3 separate regions of the Mus musculus genome follow, and all the other regions are linked to region 1. Evidence: chromatin contacts called from public HiChIP or PLAC-seq data. All regions are on one chromosome and are shown on one strand. The core of a region is the stretch at or near the end of the contact, and the rest is flanking DNA. Distances in the headings are between cores, read along the strand shown. Region 1 overlaps Lig1 (ligase I, DNA, ATP-dependent). Region 2 holds the start of Trim28 (tripartite motif-containing 28). Region 3 holds the start of Zfp128 (zinc finger protein 128).

Region 1 (3,903 bases), core at 134-2,633:
GCATCTCACCAGAAGGTCTGCTTCAAGATCATGCCTTGTTCTTCCAACCACATCTTTCTGGCCTCTGCTGTCTTGCCCTTCCCAGCATCCACCACCGCCGTGGGAAATTCTATGAGAAGACCAACCAGCAGCTTAGTAATGAGCAAGACCCCTCAGTAATTCAAAGGTCCAGGGTCACAGAGGGTGATGTATGGCATGTGACAGGGCAAGGAATGAGGTAGGCTGCCCAAGTGCATTCTCAGAAGAGAATGTGGCAATAGATGGGAAAAAGAAACCCTGATAACACAGTGATGGGATAAAAATGGGCCGGAGCTACTCACCTTGGCCAGGGGGTGTGAGGCTCACAGCCTGGGCAAGAGCAGCCAGTACCGACTGCTCAGCTAGGCCAAGGCGCAGCCGCCCGCTTAGGGACCTGAGGATAGGACAGCAGCTGTGAGTTGACTGGCCACTCTCATCTTGCCCACCACAATTTGCCTGCTCCTGTCTCCCAGCCTCCACCTTTTGTGGAACCTCTTCAATATTTAGTCTACAAAGCCTCAAAGGGACCCAAGATGTCATATAATCCCTAAAAGATAAGGATATCAGGGCCAGACAGAGATGGCCATGACCGATGGCCACTGGGAAACAAAGCAGGAATTTCACAGCCAAGAGGGTATAGGCTTGAGGAGGGCAAGTCACAGGCAAAAGGTAAAACAGAACCCGACTCTGCTAGTGGGTGTAACAGTCAAAAATCTGACCCAGCCCAGGCTGGATCGCTACACTGCCTGCACCCCACCTCTATCAGCTGCTACATTCACTCCAGTAGCGACACGCGCGACAGGCCCCAAAAACCTGGGCGCTGTCCCGAGGCGAACCATGGCATCCTGTATAACGAATGCTCCAATGTCCTTGCTTTAGTTGGTAAATGGATCTGGGTGCTTTCCCTTAAGACTGCTTTATTATAAGTGCCTCTATTTGACACACAGCTAAGTTAGATTCCTCACCAGTCCTGGGCAGTCCTTGAGCCGACCAAGGGCTTTGAATTCAGTAAGAATGTTGCCTATTCAGTGACATTCAGAATTGCCTCTAGTATAGTAAGAGAGATAGTGAAAGAAATCAGACATTACTATCTACTACACAGAGTTAGAAATTTCAGGGCAAGCTACATCCATATGCAGGAATTTACCATTATCTAGGAAGTTTGTGATCTAAGGAGAAACCAAAGTAGATACTTACTGAGTTACACCCATACACAGGAATTTACAATGGCGTAGGGGGAAGGTGGACTATACAACAGACTAGAATAGGAACTAAGGCAAGGGCACAAAGCCCTAGCCCCTGACTTCTAAGATAAAGCTGACCTTGGGTGGGGCTGCTTTTGATCCCAGTGGTTAACTTTGAATTTTATTCCAGCTGGTTCCTGACAGTCCTTTGTGTTTGCATTCCTCTGTTTTGTGTAGGAGTCATAAAGGTACCTCACTGGTGTGTCATCTAACTTCCCTATTTTCTTCTGTATAAAAAGTTTGATGCTCTATTTGACACATTACATTCAGATCCACACTCCCGGTTTGTCCCCCATTCTCGCCCATCTGTCCGAGACCCTGATTCCCATGGATTGAGGGGGGCCAACTGGGCCCAGTCCATGGCAATCAGCTCCACTGTATTGAGGATAATAGATCTATCTCACATAGTGGCTGGGAGACTAGATGGGGAGACTAGGTACAGGGCAGAACACACTTCAAGAGAGATCAGTAACTTTCCACTGTCATGACAGCTTATACTGAATGCAGGCAGACATCAATAATCAACCACAAAATTTACCCTTGAACTCAAGGATCCTTCTCTAGGCAGCATCACCAATGGAGAATAGTTAGCCCATGACATGTATGGTTTGATATGAAATGCTCTCCACAGGCTCATACTTTGAATGCTCATCTACAGCTTGGTGATACTATTTGGGGAGGCTGTGAAAACTTCAAGAAATGGGGCCTACCCAATGGAAACAGGTCACTAGGTCACTATTTAAGAGGTTATACAGGTCTTGGTCCTGGTCTTACTCTGCTTCCTTATGTGCTGTGATGTGAGGAGCCTCCCCCACACACTCCTGTTGCCACAAACCCTACCATGCCTTCCCTACCAAGATGGACCCAAACTGTCCAAGTCATGAACTAAAATATTCCTTTCCTCCATCAAGTGGTCTAACCATAGTAATACAAAGGTAACTAAAATGGGCTTCCAATGCAAAGTCAGAACTGGGTCATGTTGTTATTTTTCTCATGAGAGGGCAGTCAGGGTGTGTGCAGTGTCTGCAACTGCCAAGTGCTCATAAGCTAGACCCATATGCCTCCCCACTGTCATGAGCCCCATGCTTACCTGGCAATGTACCTGGCTTCTGAGTGGCGGCAGGCAACAAAAAGGCCCTTGATAATGTCCATCTTCTTGGCCATGGACTAAACAAAGTAGAGAATAGGCAAGGAACCATCAGAGAACATTTTTCAGCTTTGGAAAATCTGCCACTGCCATGATCAACCACCACAACCTGTTGTAGTGTCTTAATCTGAGAGCAATGACAATGAGCCTCTCTCCCTTTGTCCAACAAGCATTAACAAGTGTCCTGACACCCAAGAGATGCTAGGTTCTCCAGAGAAGAACAAAAAGAGACACTGTAAATTGCACAAGCACAAACGAACACTAAGGTACACAGTCCCCACCACAGGCTTTGTTCTGGGTCTTGGGACATTTGGAGGTTGGGATAAGCCACCCTGCTCTACTTACAGCACTGCCAGTGAGCCGGGCAATGTCACAGAATTTGGTGAAGACTCCAGAAATAGTAAGTGGAGGTGGAGGCAGCATGAGTCTCTGAGTGCTGCGGCTGTTCTCGGCCACCAGCCCCACATCCCCCTTCTCAGCTACCTCAGCCCGGATGGACTCCAGCTGACGACCTTAATAGATGCAGCAGTGGGGAAGAAAGTAGAAGACGACACTGCAGTAACCTGTCTCTATTCATTGGCTGGATATTTCTCTAGCTATCTGGAATTAGGGGACTTCCCCCTTGTCTACAGATTGCTTCGTTGCTAGTAAATGCCTGCTCCCATTAGGTCAGTGTAAAAAGCCTAAGCAACGGTCAGTCTGAGAAAGACAAGGAGCTGTGTGAGCACAACCAGACTGGGAGTCATGTATAGATAGAACTAAAACCTATGGGGTGGGATGGGGCCAATGGAAGTGGAGAGGGCTGCCTGTTCAATCCTTAGTTGATCTCTAATAGTCCCTCTTGTTTATTGTGTTTCTATTGTTCTGCCTTTTAAAAAGTATGAGTTGTGCCTTGACCTTGCTTAAGTTTGAAATCAGAATCCTAATTTGGAACAATTAAGGTAAGAGCAGGAGGCTGGCAAGATGGACAAGCAAGTAGTCAAGATAACTCAATGGTTTTCATCACTCCTCCTCTCCATCCCACAGCTCTTATTCCAACACAGGCTGTGCCTCCCCACCCTGTAATGCCCAGACCTTGAAACTGTGGCCTTGTCAAGTACTCTTCCATTGGCCTCTTCCTCTACCTTTATCCCCGGTCCCAAGTTTTTCACAAACTTCAAGTGACCCCTCTCATTGGATCCCTACCTGTGGCCTGGGCAACGGCCTTGAGGAGGACACCATCACCAACACCCAGCTCTAGTCCCTGCTGAGGTGGCCCGAGGCGGTTGAGGCTGAGATAGAGAACAGGGAGCAAGTCTGGAGGGGACAGGGCCACCACGGAGCGCAGCAGGTTGCTCAATGTCTCCACCATCTTGAGCCTGGAAGAAAGGGCCAGGATATGTCCACCTATGTCAAGGTCAGTGAGGTGTTGCATCCCAGGAAGTTCGAAGGAAAAATGAAAAGAAGAGAAAGGAGAAGGATAAAGAGCCAAGGGAACAATGACAGCTTGTTTGT
Region 2 (3,865 bases), core at 48-2,547, 270 kb after region 1:
CCCTCTTCCCCAAGATTTCCCACAGGACATACCTGGTTAGCATCCTGGGAATCAGAAGAGGCCTTACTGCCACTATCACGCATAAAATAATTCTCCACGATGTCTTTGGAGTAGCACTGCTGTTTGCACACTGGACAATCCACCACTGCCAAGATAAAAATGGGAATGCATGCACACCCTCTGATTTCTTGACATCTCCCATCACATTCTGCACCTCGGTGTCCAGACCTGGTAACGGGCATTGGCAGAGGCCAGGACCCGTTCCCCGCCCCCTCTTAAACCAGCAGGCCTACTTAACCCTACCCGGGCCCCCATACTCTCGCACAGGCGCAGTCCCGAGCACGGGCTGCGAGGAGGGGGAGGGGCACCTGGCCACCCAGTACTCACTAGCGCCGTCGCCCGCCGAGCCGCCATCCCCCGAATTATTCGCTGCGGCGGGTGTAGCGGGGCCCAGGCAGGCACTGCAGGCCGAATGTAGACAGGGCAGCAGCCGAGGATCCCGCTCGGGCCGCAGGCGCTCGCGACACACGCCGCAGTGCTCCAGAAGCTCCTGCGCCTCGCCACCGCCCCCCGCAGGGGACGACGCGGCTGCAGAGGCCGCCGCGGCTGAGGAAGCAGCCGGACGCTTCTCACCGCCCGCCGAGCCCTCGCCCGACCCTGGGCTACCAGAGGCCGCCGAGGCGGCCGTCGCGGCCGAGGCCGCTGCAGTCGCTGCCGCCGAGGCCGCCATTCACACGCCGCCGGGGGGGTGGGGGGGCCGCCCAGGGGAGGAGGGGCACGGAGCCCGCTGCGCAGGCGCAAGTGCGCTCGCCGCCAACGGCCAGGCAGCCGCCGATGCCGCGAGGCCGAGCGCCGCCACGCGTCTCCTGGGCCGACGCCCGCCGCGCCCCAGGCGCTGTCGAGATGCGGCCAAGCCGCTGGCTGCGGGCCTCTGTACAGACGACGGCGCCGCCACCAGCGCCGCCTCCTCCCTCGCTTCTGAGACACTCGCGCCGCAAGACTTGCGAACAACCGCCTGACCGCGCGCCGCTCGCAGAAAGAGCCGCGGCCTGGAGGCGGGACAGAAATATCTGGCGCCGACGACGCCGCGCACGCGCGTTGGGCACCGCAGCCTGGGGGCGGGGCGCAGATTACGCACGCGCCAGGGCCCTCCCTTCCACTCGCTGCCGCCCCTCTAGATCCAGAGTAGCAATGCTGCTGGTGAGGAATTCACCCGCAGAGTGCGTGCTTGACGTCTCCCATGCCCACCGCACGGTGCACCCAGGCTGGCAACCCGCGTGCTTGAGCGCGCAGGTCCTGCAGAGCCGAACCTTAGGCCCCGCCTCCTCAGCAGGCGTGGCGACGTCTGCAGCGGCAGCCTGGCCTATAGTCGGGGAAGAGGGGCGGGACAATACAGGGTGGGCGGGGCCACGGCAGAGCAAAGCGCCGGAGCCCAGGTGGAGGGGGTGAGGGGGTCTTTGCCAGGAAGTTCCCGCCGAACGTGGAGGCGGTCTTAACCCAAACTTTCTTATTGTTAAACTCGGGAAGCAGAAAGTTGTCCAAGTCAAACCGCAGATCACAGAGAGATACTGCGAAGCCATTCTGTAAAACTCTGCCCAGTCCTTCGAAAGCCCCTTCTGTGTTAGTCCTCTGCTATACTGATTTTAGTGTGATTTCTTTTTTCTTTTTTTTTGTGTGTGTGTTAGGAGAACTGAACATTTAACGCTAAGGAATTAAAGTTGGATCTGATTGATAAATCTTATCTGAGGGAGAAATAAGACCTGGGGAGGAATCTTGACTGAGGAGCTGGACCTAGGTTGAAGAATCTGATCTAAGGTAGAGGATAGCAGGATCAAGTGCGGCTAAGCGTTTCATCTCAGAAGCAGGATCAATGTGAAAAGGCAACCTGTCCCCCTTCCCAAACACTGCCGTGCTGAGAGTGGATGCCTCTGCAGCCTTGCAGTGCACTGGCAATCCGTTCGCCAGTCTGGATCTGGGCTACAGTGAGTTGTTGCCCGCAAGCAGTTCCAAGGCTCTCAACGGCAAGAGGCTACCCCTTCCGCGCGGAACCAGGTGTTCACCCACGTGGCAGCGGAGAGACGAGGAGTATCCCGCCACTGTCCCGGGTGTGGCCTTTGTTCCCAATCAGGCTGGGGGCCCAAGGCTTTGCCCCGCCCCAGCCTTTGTTCCTTCCTCGGCAGTTCAGCGCTCACCCTTCGGCGGGCCACGCCCCCACCAGACCCAGCCTCTGGACTCTCACTTCCTACCTCAAGAAAGGAGGGTATGATCTGGAAGCTGGCAAAGCAAGCACGGGGTTGGGGGGCGGGGGGAGTGCGGGCTCCCCGTAGAAATATTTGCGGAGTATTTTCACGGACTGCTGGGACTGGACTCACCAGGATAGGGTGCCTGTGAACCACGCCTACCTCAACCCCGGGAGCAGACTTTAGGGTACCAGAGACACAAGGGCAAAGTAAATAAGTGATGGGGCCTGGGAATTTGAATGGGTGGCAGACCGCTTGCTTGCCTAGGCTGTACGAAGCTGTATCCCCACCACACCAGAACCACGGCAAGGGGTGGGAAAGAGCGGTGATGGAGGCCTGTGAGACGGCTCAGGAACACTTGCCACCAAGCCTGACCACATGAGTTTAATCACCAAGACCCCAAAGTACAAGGAAAGAACCAACTCCCTCAGATTGTCCTGACTTCATGCTCAGTCTGAGGCACGTGTGCGCATTCACTACACATGCGATTTAATTTTTTGTTGTTTTTGTTTTGTTTTCAAGGCAGTTTCTTTGTGTAACATCCGTGGCTGTCCGGGAATTCGTTCTGTAGCGTTCTGTAGACTCAGCTAGCCAACTCACAGAGATTCACCTGCCTCTGCCTCCTGAGGGCTGGATTAAATGCTCACACCACCATGCCTGGTGAATTTTTTAAAAATAAAATAATAATTATAGGTATTGGTAGAAGTAACTATCCAGACACTGTCCCCAAACAGGAAAGAAAATTTAGACAGAAGCGAGCTAAGACTCTGAGGTAGGACAGACAGATGCGGTATAATGCAGGTGCTTGTAGAAGAGTATGAGTCCAAGTATAGCCTGTGCTACATAGTGAAGTCAAACTGGATACATACTCCACCACATCAACCAATATAGTAAAATAATAATAATAGTAATATACTATCAGAAAAGGGTTGGAGAGATGGCTTAGAGTCTAGGAGCACTTGCTGCTCTTGCAGAGAGCACTGTTTTGTCCCAGCATTTTTACATGGTAGCAAGCAAACAACCATAACTCCATAGTTCCAGGAGATCTGACATCTTCTTTTGACCTATGTGCACCAAGTACACATGTTGCTAGCATTCCTTCTAGGCTCTGCCCTACAGTTACCTGGCAACAGTCAGGTATGCCTGGTTACTATAAAAGGGGCTGCTTGCCCCTCCTCACTCTCTTATTCTCTCTGACTCCCTTCTCTCCCTGACCCCTTTCTCCCTCTCTCCTCTTCCCCATTGCCCCCCTTTCTCCATGTGTCTTCCTCCTCCTCTTCTTTCTCTTCTTCCTTTTCTCTCCTCTCTCTCTCTCTCTCTCTCTCTCACTCTCTCTCTCCCCCCCACCTTCCCTACTCCCCTTCCCATGCCCTAAATGAACTCTATTCCATGCTATACACATCATATAACTGCTACATCGGGGGAAGGGATGCCTCAGCATGGGCCTGCCGATGCACACCTCCCACCTCACCATACCTCAATCTCTCTCTCTCTCTCTCTCTCTCTCTCTCTCTCTCTCTCTCTCTCTCCCACCCCACCTTCCCTACTCCCCTTCCCATGCCCTAAATGAACTCTATTCCATGCTATACACATCATATAACTGCTACATCGGGGGAAGGGATGCC
Region 3 (3,562 bases), core at 231-2,730, 420 kb after region 1:
AGGTGACAACACAGCTTCTACCTTGCCATCTTCTGGATCACACCACTCTATAGGAAACTTCACTTTACACAGTGAGACCTAAGTGCTTCATAGCAAGGCCTACAAGGAGAAACACTGAGTTCTCCTGCCAACAGCATGTGAATGAACTATCTTGACAGTGGGTCTTCTAGGCTCTGATAAGTCTCAAGTAATAACTGTTGGACTGTCATTTTGAATATAACTTTAAGAGCCTAGGGTAGATCCATAAACTAAGTCACTCTTGATTTCCTACCCCATCAGAAACCATGAAGTAGTGTTTATTTCAGGTCTCACTACGTTTTGTGTGTACTACCTGAAACACGACAACAGATTGATTAAACACACCTCTTTTCCCGCCCGTCTCATCGCTTACTCCTTGACAAACTGTCAGCCTCATGACGGTTACCTGAGACTTGACTGGGGCTGGCGAATCCACCTTCACTATGGCTCATTCATATAGCTGTTGATAGGCCTCAGTTCTCAGTTCTACACTCTGGTCACATTTCATGAAAAACTGAGATGACATGAATCTGATCATTTGCAATCTAAGACTATCATAAGCTTACTTTTCACACCAAATGTAATTAACGCAAATTTCCCCCAAGCAAACCAAATACCCACCTCCTGACCTCCAGAGCATAATTTCAAAGTTGCAGAACTTATGTATGAAATGGTCTTGGCTTCTGCTAGGTGAACTACGGTGAACAGAATAAGCAATTTGTCTACAAGTGCAGACTTTGATGATCAGGAGCTAGACAAACACTGATAGCCACACCTACCAGTTTTCCCAAGGCCCAGAAGGGCGTGACCCTTACTAGTTACTTCTGTTTTCCTAACTTGGTACCTCTGCCCCGTGAAGTTATGCCTTACTTGCAAAATAGGGGTCATGGTGCGGAGGTTCCCTTAAAAGTCGGTTGATTCTGCGCCTTAGGACATGTTTTGAGGACCGTACCCGCAATGTGGTTGCTCTGTAATGCTAGCCAGTCACCTGTCATCTCCGAGAACCGTCTTTCGGGATAAATGGGAGGGCGTTGGCCAGAGTGGGATCGAACCCCTGAGCAGAGCCTGTCAGTCCTCAGGGAAATGACCACCCTCCTCCCCTCCACCCCATGGCACGCAGACAGGAGGCTGAAGCATGCACACAGAGGGAACTAGATTTGGACCCAGGCTCGGAGGCTGAGCCACAGCGCTTGTTTCTCTTGTGGAAAAAGCGCCGCGGGTTACAGGTCACTCTGTCGGGGACAGCAGGACTCGGAGTCCAATCTGTCCTTTTTGTTACCTGAAGTTGTGTTGCTTGCGGCCGCGAGGCCATTGCCACTGTTGCTGCTTTGTCCTGGTGGTCCATTCCAGGCCAACAGGTTAGCCACAGACGTCCAAGGACACCCTAATTTTAAACTCAGCCCCGTCCTGGGGACCACCCGACTGGCCTCCCGCTGGACAATGGCGGCAGCGCCAGGGACACTGAGACTACAATTCCCAGAAGGCCACGCGCCGAGACGCAGCACTTAACCAATGGAAGCTAGCGCCAGCCCAACGTTGACCAATCGGGGAAGGCCTGGCCTCTGGTCTAAGGGAGTGCAACCACTCACAGGTCTTGTTTAAGGATCAGGTCTGGGTACCAGCAGAGGTCAGCTTACATTCCGTTACCTGCGGGTGCGGGCATCACTTGGGCTTCGAGTTGCCTGGAAAATAATCCTCCCGCCCTGACGGCTGAGTTCAGGGCATATATGCATCTGCACCGTGAGTTGGGCGCGCAGCGGCAAGGTCTTGGTGTTAGAATTGGTCAATCTGACCTGCTGCTGGAATTTTTTGTTTTGTTGGTTTTTTTGTTTTGTTTTGTTTTTTGGTTTTTTGGTTTTTCGAGACAGGGTTTCTTCTCTGTATAGCCCTGGCTGTCCTGGAACTCACTTTGTAGACCAGACTGGCCTCGAACTCAGAAATCTGCCTGCCTCTGCCTCCTGAGTGCTGGGATTAAAGGCGTGCACCACCACACCCGGCTGCCCGGCAGGCAGATTTCTGATTCCTGCCCAGTCTGGTGTACAGAGTGAGTTCCAGGACAGCCAGGGCTACAAAACCCTGCCTTGAAAAGGGAAAGAAAGAAGGAAAGAGAGAAAGAGGAAAAGAGAGAAAGGAAGGAAAGAAGGAAGGAAAGAAGGAAGGAAACAATGGGCTTTTGCTAGTTTTCACTAGGTTGATGATGTAATAGAAAAAGACCAAAAATACACTATACCCTTAAAGAGACAGAGACTATCAGGTGTAGAACAGCAGGCTCTGCCCTTCCTCCACTATCCCCACTCCCCAGTACTGGATATTGAACCTAGGTCTTTATGCAAGAGTGGTAAGTGCTCTAATACAGAGCTGCAGTCCAGCAAACAGCAGGTCCTTTTATTCTCATCCTCCCTTCTCTGTCTCTCCCTCCTTTCAGCCTAGTAGTTTCCTTTGTTCTCTCCTGGCATCTTCCTCACCAGTCTGACAATGACAGTAGTGTCATAACTGGTGCTCTGGGTCTGGGCTGGGCATTTCTAGGTTCTTGGCCTCTTTTCCAAAGAATTGAATTTAAGAGCTTACAGAAAAAAAGTAAGATAATGTTATTTGAGTAAAAGTGAAATTACATATTATGTAGGTATGCTATTAAAGATTGACAATGAGTTATGGGAGTGAAGATTCTCAGTGTCCAGATTATTGCTCAGGGCTTCCTTTTATAGGGTTCAGGAGAAGGGGGTGCTGATTACTAGATATGTAGTTTGGGTGGTTCTCTACTCTGATTGATAGAGTAAGTCATATATTCGTTTTCTCTACTGTGCATGTCCTTTTTATAATGCATCTGATTTTAAACATAAGTGTGCCCTTATGTATCAGCATAAGGTAAATAGGAGGGTCTCCCTAAAAGTAACAGAGGGCACAGTTTTCCTTTCTTGTGTATGCATCTGAAACTAGGTCAGGCCAGATCAGCTTTTCCATTCTTCATACACAGACAATGCTGAGAATATACTTGAATGGAAACTGTCTAATTTGAACATTGCCAAGGACGGGAAAACTTATACTACTGTTCAGAGATGGAAGTATGGGTAGCCTGATATAGCTAGAAGTTCTGAGGTTACTAGAGGCATTGTTTGGAGAGGTGTGTGTGTGTGTGTATAGTATGTGACACTGAAGGCTCCCAAGTGTGTTACTGCAAGAGGACTGTGTCTTCATAATCTCAAATCAAATAGGGGATGGGGGTCTTAGTGTACTAAACTATCTCCTATGCTCACCTGCCTCAGTTTCAAGCAGTGCAGTGGGTTTGAATGAGATATTTCCCTGTAGTCTCAGGCATTAGAACAGTTGGGGATGATGCTCTTTGGGGTGCAACCATGCTGGAGGAAGTATGACACTGGGACCTGCCGGAATCCTTGCAGTCACCAGAGCCAGCAAAGTAATGATCCACAGGAGGCTAAAGGGTAGCTCAGGCACAACAGGACTAAGTAGTTAGTGTTGGTTCAAACTTTGGAAGTCTGACCCCAAATAGTTTATTTTAGGCATATTTAAGCACAGCACAATTTGG

Evidence for each region. HiChIP or PLAC-seq counts read pairs in DNA pulled down with a chosen protein or histone mark.
Region 2: a contact with region 1 is called in an H3K27ac HiChIP or PLAC-seq map of embryonic stem cells, with 11 read pairs. The contact joins the promoter of Trim28 here to the enhancer-like site in region 1. A contact is called at or near these places in 8 of 39 promoter capture datasets (the 3T3-L1 cell line, the C10 cell line, cranial neural crest and 5 more), 4 of 484 Hi-C or Micro-C datasets (the G1E-ER4 cell line and cerebellum), 7 of 115 datasets of contacts at active chromatin or transcription factors (the 230-238 cell line, the SCID.adh cell line, bone marrow-derived macrophages and 3 more) and 2 of 9 other capture datasets (adipose tissue and liver).
Region 3: a contact with region 1 is called in an H3K27ac HiChIP or PLAC-seq map of embryonic stem cells, with 6 read pairs. The contact joins the promoter of Zfp128 here to the enhancer-like site in region 1. A contact is called at or near these places in 6 of 39 promoter capture datasets (cranial neural crest, erythroid cells, hematopoietic stem and progenitor cells and 2 more), 1 of 115 datasets of contacts at active chromatin or transcription factors (embryonic stem cells) and 2 of 9 other capture datasets (adipose tissue and liver).

Annotation. Positions count from the first base shown.
Region 1 is chr7:13,295,246-13,299,148 of GRCm38.p6, reverse strand. Lig1 (ligase I, DNA, ATP-dependent) reads right to left here. Exons shown (of 29, transcript NM_010715.3): 12 at 3,595-3,767; 13 at 2,755-2,921; 14 at 2,353-2,429; 15 at 321-412; 16 at 10-109. Among named protein-coding and RNA genes, the nearest start is that of Lig1, 18 kb to the right of the region's middle. Within about 2 kb of position 1,383, at least 15 of the 459 cell types and tissues checked have an H3K27ac peak or open chromatin away from gene starts, as enhancers often do. A contact at or near this core is called in embryonic stem cells, where this site is marked.
Region 2 is chr7:13,021,584-13,025,448 of GRCm38.p6, reverse strand. Trim28 (tripartite motif-containing 28) reads right to left here and starts at 1,297. Exons shown (of 17, transcript NM_011588.3): 1 at 388-1,297; 2 at 33-145. The coding sequence starts at 730. Gm31649 reads left to right here and starts at 860. Exons shown (of 1, transcript XM_006540453.4): 1 at 860-1,741. The coding sequence starts at 904. The coding sequence ends at 1,449.
Region 3 is chr7:12,879,096-12,882,657 of GRCm38.p6, reverse strand. It overlaps Zfp128 (zinc finger protein 128), which reads right to left and starts at 1,480. Exons shown (of 4, transcript NM_153802.4): 1 at 1,298-1,480. The coding sequence starts at 1,363.